Regions from separate parts of the Mus musculus genome. Here region 2 is linked to region 1. The links are chromatin contacts, called in public Hi-C maps. All regions are on one chromosome and are shown on one strand. The core of a region is the stretch at or near the end of the contact, and the rest is flanking DNA. Distances in the headings are between cores, read along the strand shown. Region 1 has its middle 22 kb from the start of 1700105F02Rik. Region 2 has its middle 89 kb from the start of Gm30365.

Region 1 (6,269 bases), core at 1,096-3,595:
CAGTAATCTTCACAACAGCCTTGCACAAAGGCAGGTACTCATTCCCACGGCGTTTTAAGTGAGGAAGTCGAGGGATGGATGGGTGTGTGTGTGTGTGTGTGTGTGTGTGTTTGTGTGTGTAGGAAATGGTGATTTGGAGTCTGGCTCCCAGCTTTCTGATAAAAGAACCTCTATTTTTCTAGTCCCTGCTAGACTTCGAGGGACTGAATTATGCTAAGCTTACAGAGAGCTGATGTATCTGGTATAAACCGGATCCATTCCTCCACAATGTTAGGCTCTACCTTACATTCTGGTAACCAAGCAACTTATTTCCAGTAATCCAGGGCACCTCTTCTGGGGATTGAGATACCTGCAGTGACGAAATAAGAACCAGAAGGCTGCTCTCAGGGCATGCAATCAAAACAAAGCTAATTGCAACATCTCAGGGGGGATGTCGGCTAGACAGAGGCATTATCTGGGAAATCATCCTGTTGGTAGGTTGTGTGGCTGAAAACACAGCCTCCTTGCACACAAAGGGCATTTTTTTCTCTGTTGTCAGTGTCTTCTCATCAACTCACGACAGGTGCATGACCACCAAATAGCAGCCCCCCAAACACACGTTAAAAACACAAGCACACGCACACATGCATGCTTCCATGTAGGTATGCACATGTATGTGTGTGCATGTGCATGCATGTATGTGCACACACACACACACACACACACACACACACACCTGGACAAATTTGAATACAAATAGCATCTGTGTGCTTGTGTATGTGTGTATGTGCGTATGCGCATGCATGTGTGTGCATGTGTGTGTTTCCTGATATGGATTTTGCTTTTTTTTTCCTCCTAATGTCCCCCTCCATCACCAAGCACAATTATTAGCATCTCTATACCACCGAGAGAAGGAGGAATGGTAACTGTCTGTTTGGGTCTACTCTTAGCCACACCGGTGGCCTTTAGTGTTTTGCTCTGCCTACTTATGTGAAGCTTTGGAGAGAAGCAGAATCTGGCTTGGGATTTATTTACCATCCTACGTATACTTTGTGTGTTCACACAAGCTCCTTGAACACAGCCTAGGTACAATAATGGTAACCAAAGTCGTTGTTCAGAGTTAGAGTAGGCCTTTGTTGAGTGTCTTCCACGTGTAGGGTACTTTTGTAAGCAGGTCTTGAAGACTCATCTCTTCCTTGAGCAAAAGATGAAGTGTGTGAGGGGAAGGCACTAGAATTTCAGGTTTGTTGTGTTCTGATCTTTGAATTTCTCAATGAATTTTAGTAAAGTCTGATTCTTACATGGTTCTTACATGGTCCCATTTTAAAGCCTGTACATGTTTGTTTGGGGTCTTTTTTTTTTGTTTTTGACAATAATTGAAAAGAAGTACGGACTTGAGACCTTTTGGGATTCCCAGGCCTCCCTGGACAGTACACTGGCTCCCTCTCTCCTTCTTCCTCCTTCACCTCTCTGATTCCAGGAACTCTTCCCATTCGGGGCCTCATACTAATTGCTTCCTGTGGTAACACTGCCTTCCTCTTGCTCGATAAGGGCGGAGCCTCCATCTCTTGGGGACCTCGTGTGTTTCTGCATCCTGGAAAGGTGGAAACTGTGTGTCCCCCACGCTAGCTCAAGGACAAGAGGCACAGAGTGCAGTCAAGGGGAGAATTTGGCTCCCAGTGTCTAAACACGCCAATCCAAGCCTTCTGCGTGACTGTGCCTGCAAATCTCAGCTTTCACTGCACATTTTAGACTACCCAGTTCTATTACTCCCTTCTCCTCTCCTGTTGGCCTCAGAGGATCTTCCAGTCCATTCAAGAGAAACAGTTTTAATTAAGCATCGCTGTGAACTTGATCATCTTTAAGTCTCTGATTTCTCACGGGAAGCTGGGGGATAAGCTGGGGTGGAGCTCGGTGGAGGGGGTTAGTTCTCAAGGCCGTGGTCAGAAGACAAAAAAACGTTGGCAGAGCTATGTCCTGCCAAAAATGGAGGAGTCCAAATGAAAATCAACATTGATGAAAGGAGGGCAGCTCACCTCACCGTGACGTTAGTACCCTAGGCTGGCACGCTCATGTAAGTCCAGATAGGAAATAAACAACATCCCAAGGGTTCCAGTAAGAAAAGGATGACAGCCTTGGAGCACAGCTGCAGCCACTTTCTGGGATTAGACTCTGCTGGTGCCTTTGGCCTTGGTTCCTCCCACCCCCAGTGCTATTTGATCCCTACAGCTTTGCTTCCACTGGGTTCAAGTACATGCTTGCAGGCTTCTCTTTGCCCAGCAAGTAAACAAACCTCCAATGACAAAGGAAAACACTGGCCTGGTGCAGGGTTTCAAGGCAGGAGGCCTGAGATGGGGATTTCCCTGTTTGTTATGACAGGAGCCCTGCTCTCCCCATAGGGTTGAGAGGAACGGGAATAAGGTTGAAAAGCCTTGAGTCAGGCCCAGAGAATTTCAGTTTCAACATCGCCTCAGCCAGCAGGTGCTTAATCATTCTAATTACCTTCAACACAAAGGTCATGGCTGAAGTAAATGATTATCTGCTGGCTGCTTCGCTTAGTGTACTACATCTTTGCTTAGCATATGGAGAAGGACTTTACTGTACTGTGCTTTGTTTCTATGGGATGGTTACCACAGTCAGTGGTGGGTCTGTAGCTGGCTGCCCTTGAGGGCCTGTATGGACAGCCCCATAGAGGATGGAAGGTGGCACAGGCTGCGCAGGGTAGCTTGCTATTCAAGGGTAAGTGCATGTAAGGTGGTGTAATCTTGCCCAAGTCCAAGGCTCCCTGGGTTCTTACCGTACTCAAGGAGAAGGAAGGAAAAAAGGAAGGAGGGAGGGAGGGAGGGAGGGAGGACACAGGACTACTGGAAAGACCTCTTTACACCATGGTTTTGTACCAAGGGTCTTGGGTACAACTGGCTGTGTCACTCCTCAGAACCTAGGAACAGCATGTGCAACCCCCGGAAGATGTCAGCTTGCTCCCTGAGGAAACAGCTTGGTCAAGAGTCATTCAGAAGAGGAGGCCTTGCAGCCTCTTCTCTAAGCTACGCAGAAGGCTGAAGGATAACAAATTCAAAAGGATAAAGTTTGATGCCGATCTAGGCAACTTTGTGAAGCCTTGCCTCAAAAAAAAAAAATCCCCCCAAAACAAAACAAAACAAAAAAACCACCACCACCAAGAAGAATCTCAGTGGTTGATTGATTGGTTGATTGATTACCTGTTACGTACACGATCTGAGGCCTAATCTATATAGTATGGCACAAACAGAATAAGCAGTGACAACAAAACACCAGAAGCTTCCCTCCTTAGTGACAGGGGAAGGAGAGTATCAAAGATTACCAACTCTGATCTAGAGTGAACTCTGAAATTTAATCACTTTATTTTCAATATGAATAAGTGTTGAGCATAATTTGTTGGGGACTATGTTTAAGGGGGATGAGGAGAATGGGGGATGGGTTGATAGAAATGTCAAATGCAGTCTGATACTTTCTTCCCCTCCTTTTTTTTCTGTGTGGGACTCATTTGGTATATACATATACTGTCTATGTATTTCATATATATATATATATATATATATATATATACTATCTAATATATAAATATACTAGATAGTATCTACACATACGTATTCTACTCATGTCTACACATCATATTACTCTCCTCAGCAACCCAAACCACATGTTGTGTTAGTCATCTTCCTATCGCAATAATTTTTTTGAAATTATTAGTAAAACACCATTTCAGATGTTTGACTCCAGCATGAATGCATCCAGTTGCCTTAGTCCTGTGGTGAGACAGTATATCATGGTGGGAGCATGTGACTGAACAGAAGAACCACAAAGAAATGAATGTGAGGGAGGTTCCCTGGCGTCTCCTAAGGACACACCCCCAGCTCCCACCTCCTAAAGGCTCTACTACGCCCTAATCTCATGGCCCTGTCATCAGGCTTCTGCCTCATCTGGAGATCAACTTTTTCACATGGACCTTTGGGATGACTTAAGACAAAAATCCAGAAAATAGCCACTTTAGTTAACTTCCCATTATACATTATAGTATAATACACTGTGTTGAATATTTACTCCTTGCTAGTCTCTTTAAAGCATCACAATTTTAAAGAGGAAAATGATAGAAAAGTGATATACCCTTTCATTGATACATCATGACTTCTTTTTAGGTTTAAACAGTTGAGATCCATAAGCCCTTCGTTGTTCACAGCAGGGCATGTATGCTATTTAGAAAACTCCTCTAGGTTTGTGGTCCAAAGTGTCAAAATTTTCTAAGTGGTGGTTTGACTGAAATTGGCCCCCTACAGGCTCACAGGGAGTGGCACTATTGGGAGGTGTGGCCTTGTTGAAAGAAGTGGGTGGGCTTTGGGGTTTGGGGGACCCAAGGCAGTCCCAGTATCACCCTCTCTTCCTGTTGCCTGCAGATCTGTGTGTAGAACTCTCAGCTCCCTCTCCAGCACTGTGTCTGCCTGCGGGGCCGCTATGCTTCCTGTCATGATGACAGGGGACTAAACCTCTAAACTATGAGCCAGTCCTGATTAAATGCTTTTCTTTATGAGAGTTGCTGTGACCATGGTGTCTCTTCATAGCAATAGAAACCCTAACTAAGACAGTCAGAATGATGGATATTCTGGCTTATATTTTTGTATGATTGGTAAGGGAGGAGTCTCACAGACTATCTACCACTGTGGTGACCTCAAATATAGGTGATCTTTCATTCCCCATATATTCCCAGGGCCAAATTGTCTATTGCACACATGTCATGGTAGACTGTGTGCCTTTGTATCACGATGCTGCATGAGTTGGCCCTTAAGTTAGAGTATTTCTAGAAGCAATGCCTATGAATAGCAGTAACTTATCAATGTTCAGAGGTGACTGAAAGCCAACTAAATATATCCCCTTAAACCCAAGCTAAATATGCCAACTCAACTTTACCTCAGCACTGTTCCAAAAATACTGTAGAAAGTCTCTGCCCAGGGTGTGGGAAGCAGGAGGGGGTGGGGTGGGAATGGAAGAGAGTCTTACCACCATTACAATCAGAGCATCCTGGTTTTGCAAAGTTTTCAAAGCTTATGTGACTATGGGCTCGACAGCCTACCCTTTATTGAGAGATACATTCTTGGACTTTTATAGATACCAAAATGCATGATGCTCAAGTCTCTTCTTAGATACAGCAGCACAGCCTCTGTATGTAATCTATACAATCCTTGCTGCTAAATCATCTCTTGACTACGTACCATTCCCGACACAGTGCCTGCCCACACATCACTTCATTAGGTTGCATTTGTCATAGAACCTGGCATACAACAAATTCAAGTTTTGCTTTTTGATTCAGTTCAACTTTCAGAATCTGGTTTCTGAATCTGTGGTTGCAGACACCAGCTACTGTGCCCGTTTGAAAACCGAGCATGGTGCTCGCCTGCTGTTAGTGGGAAGGAACAGAAAAATTAATCTATAAAATATAACAAAGATGGATGAATGATCAAAGTCAAGGCTGCCGTCAGTCCTGCTGTGTCAAGGGCATCTCTCTGTTCCAGATCGAGTCTCAGGGAGCAGTCAGGCAGTTGGCTTAAGACTGGAGAGATTAGAAGTTTAGTTTTCATGTTTGTGAGGCTTTTCAAAAGCAAGTGAAGGAAGTGAAAACAAGAAGCCAGAGCACACAAGCAACCACACAAAAGGAACTTCTCCATCAGGCCTCCGGGTGTGTCCATTGCTTTGGCAGTTCCATGTGCTGCTCCTGGAGAGAACACTCCACTGAATCTGAGATTTGTTGGTTGGTTTCTAAGGTCCCTTTATGGCAATTCCTTCTTCCCTCCCTCCCTCCCTCCCTCCCTCCCTCCCTCCCTCCCTCCCTCCCTTTTTTCTGAGTGTCCCTTGATATCCTGAGCTGGGACAAGGTTTCCTGCTCATTTCCTCATCCTCTGGGGCCCTGGTATTCTGTTCCTGCATCGCTGCAATGACTGTGCACCAACTGTGCTACTGATAGCTGTGCGCGCCGCCGTATTGCCATAGAGCAGGGGACACGGTGGCAGACAAGATGGACACATCTTCTCTCCTCGCAGAGCTTCCATGATAGTTGATGAGGCAAACGGCCAACGAGAGGAGAAAGAATAATGTATGCTTGCCAGAGTGTGACTTATGCTGCAGAGGTCGAGAAACCAGGGAAGGGAGGGGGATTGGAAGGGGCAGCAATTTCAAGAATGTGATGTCAAGAATGTGGGAAGAGGACACTGGGTCTACATAGGAGGGGAGGATAAAGCTGTCAAACATCTGAGTAACTGTAG
Region 2 (6,269 bases), core at 2,731-5,230, 230 kb after region 1:
AGAAAATGTGTTATGTGTCTTTGAGTCTGGTTTTATTTGCCTAATGAAAGAAATCCCTGGCATTTTAAAACATGGCCCCAGAACTCTTTGAGAGTCTTAAGTCAGGGCAGGTCTGTGTTCTCTCCTAAGTCTAGACTTTCTGACTCTTTGACTAATCAAATCAGACAAATACCATGCTGGACATCTTTAAGATACTAGACTTTGGCTTCCTCAGTTGGGATGCAAAGCTCATGCTATAAGGATGCATGTGGAAAGGATGTCAGCCCTGAGATGACACCTCCTCCACTCCTCACTTGATTCCACCAATTTGCCAGACATGTGAAAATACAATCGAAAGCATGGATCCAGAGCCCAAATCATTGCTGTGGACCTTCCGGTAGATTAGTTGATCTTGGTGAACCTGACAAGATGGCAGATTAATAAGTAAAATGATTTGTTGTTTTACGTTTTAGTTATCTAATTGTAGGGTGGTTATCAGGCATTATATAGCCAGTGCAATTTGTCATAAGACATCTTCAGGTCACCCAGTGATTAAACATGATTACTCCTCAATCCAGTACCAGCTTTGAAAGGGGATGGGATGAGTTTAAGAGGCAGCAGATATACATTGGAGTTTGGTATTTTGCAGCAGATTGAAACAAATATCCTGATAAGTCTTAATGTCTTTTATTAGTAATATAAAAAGGGAACATTGGATGTACTGACTGGTTTTGTGTCAACTTGACACAAGTTGGAGTTATCATAGAGAATGGAACCTCCCTTGAGAAAATGCCTCCACGAGATCCAGCTGTAAGGCATTTTCACAATCAGTGATCGAGAGTGGGAGGACCTAGACAATTGTGGGTGGTGCCATCCCTAGGCTAGTAGTCTTAGGCTCTATAAGAAAGCAAGCAAGCTGAGCAAGCCGTGGGAAGAAAGCCAGTAAGCAGCACTCCTCTATGGCTTCTGTATCTACTCCCCTCCAAGTTCCTACCCTGTGTGAGTTCCTATCCTGACTCCTTTGGTGATGAACAGTGATGTGGAAGTGTAAGCTGAATAAACTCTTTCCTCCCCAACTTGCTTCTTGGTCATGACATTTTGTGCAGGAATAGAAACCCTGACTAAGACACTGGTGACCAACTCCAATGGTAATGTTCTTACTAACAAAGACTTTTGTTGATGTTACCTTTGATGCTTACCTTCAATCTCATCTCTCTCACTGTGTGCTGGTTTTGTGATTTAATGTCTCAAGAACTAAATGAGGCTACATGAGAAAATTATGACAATATAATCAATAATGGAAAAATGAAATCATAGCTATTGTTGTTTCTGTGTTTTAGCTATTGAGAAATAATGTCATGATGAACATGTATGTTTATAGTTCTTGCTTCAAGATCCTACTTTTCAGTTCTTTGGAAAATAATGAATTAAAAATCTACTTTGAATGACCCCTGAGGTCCAGCTGGCGAGCAGCCTTCCATCTCTCAGCGAAGCATCAGAAAGTTGAGTCTAATCACATGAGACTTCTATGGTAGACCTTGGGCCTGGCAGGCCAGCAACTGTAGTGTCTGCAGTTACCATAGCAATGTATTCTTATGCTTTATTAACTGCATTTCTGCCCAATTGTATCTCTTCTTTCCTGAGTGCCTAGGGTCTAGGTGCCATCACTTCCTGATCTTGATCACACCAGAGCAAACTAAAACCTATCAATTTGGCTAAAGTTGCTAAGAAAGCCCTCTGTTCTATGTCAAGCAGACAAATCAATATGACTCCATTGGATGGGTAAGTCCACACTTGGACATGGCTATTGGGTAAAAGGGCTAGAGGCACTGGAAGGAAAAGCTAATTGCCCCACTTCTGGTAAGCAAGAATTGGTCTTTCTCTACCTATCTGTGAATAGGCATATGTATATCCATTTCTTCCTGGCTATTAATCTCAACCTTTCAGGGGAAGCCACACTTCACCCAGAAAATATGTCAATCACTATTCCAAACAGAACAAAGACCTATGTTCATGTCCAATCTAAATCCTGGAGTAACTTTCAGCACAGGGGGTAGAACAGTTGTAGTTTGCAGTAAATATAGACTATGGCAGCCTAAGTGCACAGTTCAGAGAAAGTCACAGACTGAATGATCTGAGGCACAGTGGTTGCAGGGTAATCAAGGCAAGCCGGGGAGGAGGGTGCAACACTGACTGTACATAGCAGGGCCTCCACACACAGACTGTGGAAATGGAAAGCAGAGGGCACTCCCCCTGTCCTCCCATGCCAGCAGCTTTTAGGCCACACAAGGAGCAGTCTGTGTTCAGTCTAGGCCTGTAAGAAACCAGGAACGAACCACTGCCCTGCCACCCGAGGACCAGCGTTCTGGGAATGAAATGTTTGAGCTCAATTATTGGATCGTGTATGGTGGTTATTCGAAAAAAACATTTTGCATTTTATTTTTTTAATCACTTTTCAAGAAAGATTTGAGGCAAGCCTAAGGTAGGAAATTCCAGGTGGGGGGTTGCTTTAAGGCCAGACAGGATGGAGGAAGCTAAAGCTTAGCACCAAGATGGATACATTAGGATCCTGAGGAGGAGGGATTGCAGTGGGCTTGAGGCAACCAAGGTGATATCAGAAGGCAATTCTACTGGGGCTGGGGGAAAGTGAAATGGACACAGACAGCAAGAGCGGATATGAAACATGGACCCCCACCAGAGTAAACAAGGAAGAATCTCTGTGTATCTCAATATGTTTTAGTTTTGGTATAGACTAGTTGGGAACATTACCCACCAAGATAGAAAAATACTAGGTGATGGTGGCAAAAATCTTATTCAGAACCAGTATGCTCAGAGATAGCACACAAAGGTCACAAGAGACTAATAGCTACACGTCAGAGCTGGGAACTCAAGCGTCAAGCCCAGGAAGGAACAGAACAAGGGTCCATGACTTTGCTCCATTCCAGTTAAATTCTTCCATGTGTAATTAGCAAAAGGTAGTGAGGTAATTGCGCCCCACAGATTCAACCCGTGACCCGCTTTTGAACTGGGTAAGAAGGCACTCACCCAGAGAAGCCCATTTTTTCCAGAACAAACTTTCCTCTGACGCTCTGTCTTGCTCCAGTGCTTCATTCTTCCTCAATCCCCTCTCTGCCAAGCCTAGACTTGTGACATTCAAATAAATCCAAAGGTCCTGCTGGAGGTGGTCGTAGCTCCATCAGCAGCATGGAGACAGAATGGTAGCTCAGTTCTTAACATAGTTAGACATGCAGGCTGCCTCTCCATCAATCACACCAATGCATTCTTTTACCCTATGCTTCTAGAGTTCTAGTGTGGTAATCGTTTTGTTTATGATTAGCAGGGAATGCTGTGAGGAACAGGACAATGAACCTGCATAGATGATGGTAGTACCAATATTGCCTCTTCCCTCCAAAGGAGGACAGGGGAGGAGGCCAAGGGATTGGCACATCATGCACAAAGCAGCTAACCACTGTGATACAGAGTCATGTGGAGGACTATGGGAATCCATGCAGCCTACCTAAGCCTGAGAGCATTAAACAGTGAAGAGACCTGTGCAGACAATCCTGGCCACTGTAGACAGCATATTCCAAAGGATATGGGATAGAACTCTATCCCAAAGGAAGGGATGCAAGCAAGCTGTACTGCAGGGCTTTTAGAAAAACACAGAAATGTTTTTATAAGGAACTTGTAAGGCGGGTGGTGTTAACAACGTGTGAGAATATGTTCACGTTGAACCTTCCCAAGACCTAACCTATTGGAGTTTTCATTTCCTCCAAAGCCTGAGAACTGACAATGAGACCCTGGTCTCCACCACACCTTGTTCTCACAATGCTGCTAGAACTCAGCAGACAACAGTAAGACTCTCCAACAAACTACTTCCCCTTTTAGTGGCTCCAGTGTGGCCTCTGGATTTGTTTGGAGGTCATGAGTCCAGGCATGGCAGAGGGGAGGCCGAGGGAGGGAGAATGTAGCCACTGGTGTGAGACATATCAGAGGAGAGTCTGTTCGGGAAGAAAAGGGCATCTCTGGGTGAATGATTGCCCTCATGCCCATTCAGAACAGAGCCACTGGTTGAATCTGTGGGATACAATTACATCACTGCCATTGCTACACAGCAAAGAATTCTAAGCCTGGACAAACTCATGCAAGGGCACACAAGGAAGGTAGATGAAGAACACTCAGCAGGTTCCTGGAAGACAGCTTGCTTCAGGGTGAGAAGGGCTTTAGGGGAAAGAGACAGCTGTGCAGACTCTCGGTGGTCATCTCAATAAAGCAACTCCATGTGGGAAGAGCTTGGGGAGGGCCTGACCAAGCAAGATTCCTACTACTCCCCCACCATCTTTGCCAGTATAAGACTTTCACTGTGTTTAATGAATCAGACCAGAGGGACATTTAAAATATCTAACAAATAAAATGGCAATGTCTGACCAGCTTGCTGATAGCTGAAGTTGCCTTCTGAGATCCTATGCAATTCCTCTACCTCTTACCCTGCTCTGGGGGATCATTGGTTCTAGGGAATGAGAGCAAGATGATAAAAAACTAAATGGCAGAGAAGGGAGTTGAGGAAAGTCAGCTTCAAGTCCCCTTTGGTGTTATTTTGGTGTCACCTCCTTGCTTCAGACAGAGAAAGAAATTGGAACGGAACACCTGACTCCATGCTAGAAGCAGAAGTATTGTCTGTTATTATTTGCATGATATAATTTCTGGAAGAAACACAACACCAAGGCAAGGCCAAGGTCAACACTGCTGGTATAAGATACACACTATGCTCTCCTATAGTAGTATAGGACACACACTATGCCCTCCTATAGTATGTACTGAGTACTGTGATGTTAAGGCCTTGTAGTTCATTGGAATGCTAGGCCTGAACTTGGGTAGTTTGTGTGTCCTGAACTCATTATGCTTCAGCACCTTACTTAAGCAAGTTAGTTTGTGTTTTCATGGCGAAACATCTTTCTATAGCCAACATTTATCTAACTATAAACAAAACTATTTTGATAAATATTTTTACTACAATATGTACCTATAACAGGTTATATAAAGTGAGAAAAGAAATAGGAATAGAAAAAAATTTAATTAGGAAAGAGAGAGAATATAATATATGTATTAAATATATGAATATGATTAAAAGGTGGACTTTATGGCTGATATCCACTTATCAGTGAATATGTACCATGTTTGTCTTTCTGTGTCTGGGTTACCTCACTCAGGATGATCTTTTCTGCTTTCATCCATTTGCCTGCAAATTTTGTGATGTCATTGCTTTGAATTGCTGAGTAGCATCCCAGTCTGTAAATGAGCAACATTTTTAAAGAAAAAGGATAAAGTCCATTCTTCAGTTGAACATTCATCGTTCTAGGTTGTTTCCGGTTTCTGGCTATTACATAGCTGTACACGTGTCCTTGTGGCATGATGGAGCCTATTTTGGATATATGCCCAAGTGTGGTATAGCTGGGTCTTGAGGTAAAACTATTCCCAATTTTCTGAGAAATTTCCAAATTGATTGCCAAAGAGGATGTACAAGTTTGCACTCCCACCAGCAGTGGGGGCCCCCCCTTCTCTGAGGAGGAAGGGATCAGAGACAGAGGGAGGTGAGGTGAGAGGGAGGGCCCAGGAGGAGAGGAGGGAGGGGAAGCTGTGGGATATAAAGTAAATAAATTAATTAATCAATTAATGAAAAAGGGTAGACTTTATTGATTACTTATCTTTCCTTCCAAGTTCATAATATCTACTTTTTTCTTAATATATACTTAATATTTAAGTGTGTTTGGTCTAAAATAAATTGTCAGACAGTTTTTTTCCCTCCCTCCTTCCTCTCCTACCATTTCCTCCCTCCATTCTTCCTTTTCTTTACTCCCTTCTTTTTGAGACAGAGTTTCCTACATCCTAGACTGGTCTCAAACTGACTGTGTAGGCAAGAGTGACCATGAAGTTCTGACCATACTGTCTCCACTTCCTGAGTGGTGTGATTATGAATATGTACCATTATGCTGGTTTACATGCAACCTTTGAGACAAATCACTTTACTGTCCCCTCCTGTAGTGGTAGGCTAAGAAAAAGACAAACATTTTCTTGGTTTGCTGTTGCTCCCCCGAGAGCTGTTGCTCCCCTGTGTTAATTAATTGTGGTTTTCAACTTGACTTACACAGGAAAAGGGTTCTCAAGTGAAGGCTTGCCTCCATCAGATTACCCTGTGGGCAAGTCTGAAGGGGCATTTTCTACTGATGGATGCAGGAGGAAGCAGCCAACTGTGTGCAGTGTCATACCCAGGTAGGTAGGCCTGAGAGGTA

The links. A called contact is a pair of places that touch in the nucleus more often than the background predicts.
Region 2: a contact with region 1 is called in a Hi-C map of nephron progenitors, with 3 times the contacts expected there. The contact joins two enhancer-like sites. A contact is called at or near these places in 2 of 484 Hi-C or Micro-C datasets (both in nephron progenitors) and 2 of 115 datasets of contacts at active chromatin or transcription factors (bone marrow-derived macrophages and kidney).

Annotation. Positions count from the first base shown.
Region 1 is chr14:76,696,631-76,702,899 of GRCm38.p6, forward strand. No RefSeq gene overlaps it. Among named protein-coding and RNA genes, the nearest start is that of 1700105F02Rik, 22 kb to the left of the region's middle. Within about 2 kb of position 2,346, at least 117 of the 459 cell types and tissues checked have an H3K27ac peak or open chromatin away from gene starts, as enhancers often do. A contact at or near this core is called in kidney and nephron progenitors, where this site is marked.
Region 2 is chr14:76,923,596-76,929,864 of GRCm38.p6, forward strand. No RefSeq gene overlaps it. Among named protein-coding and RNA genes, the nearest start is that of Gm30365, 89 kb to the left of the region's middle. Within about 2 kb of position 3,981, at least 5 of the 459 cell types and tissues checked have an H3K27ac peak or open chromatin away from gene starts, as enhancers often do. A contact at or near this core is called in kidney and nephron progenitors, where this site is marked.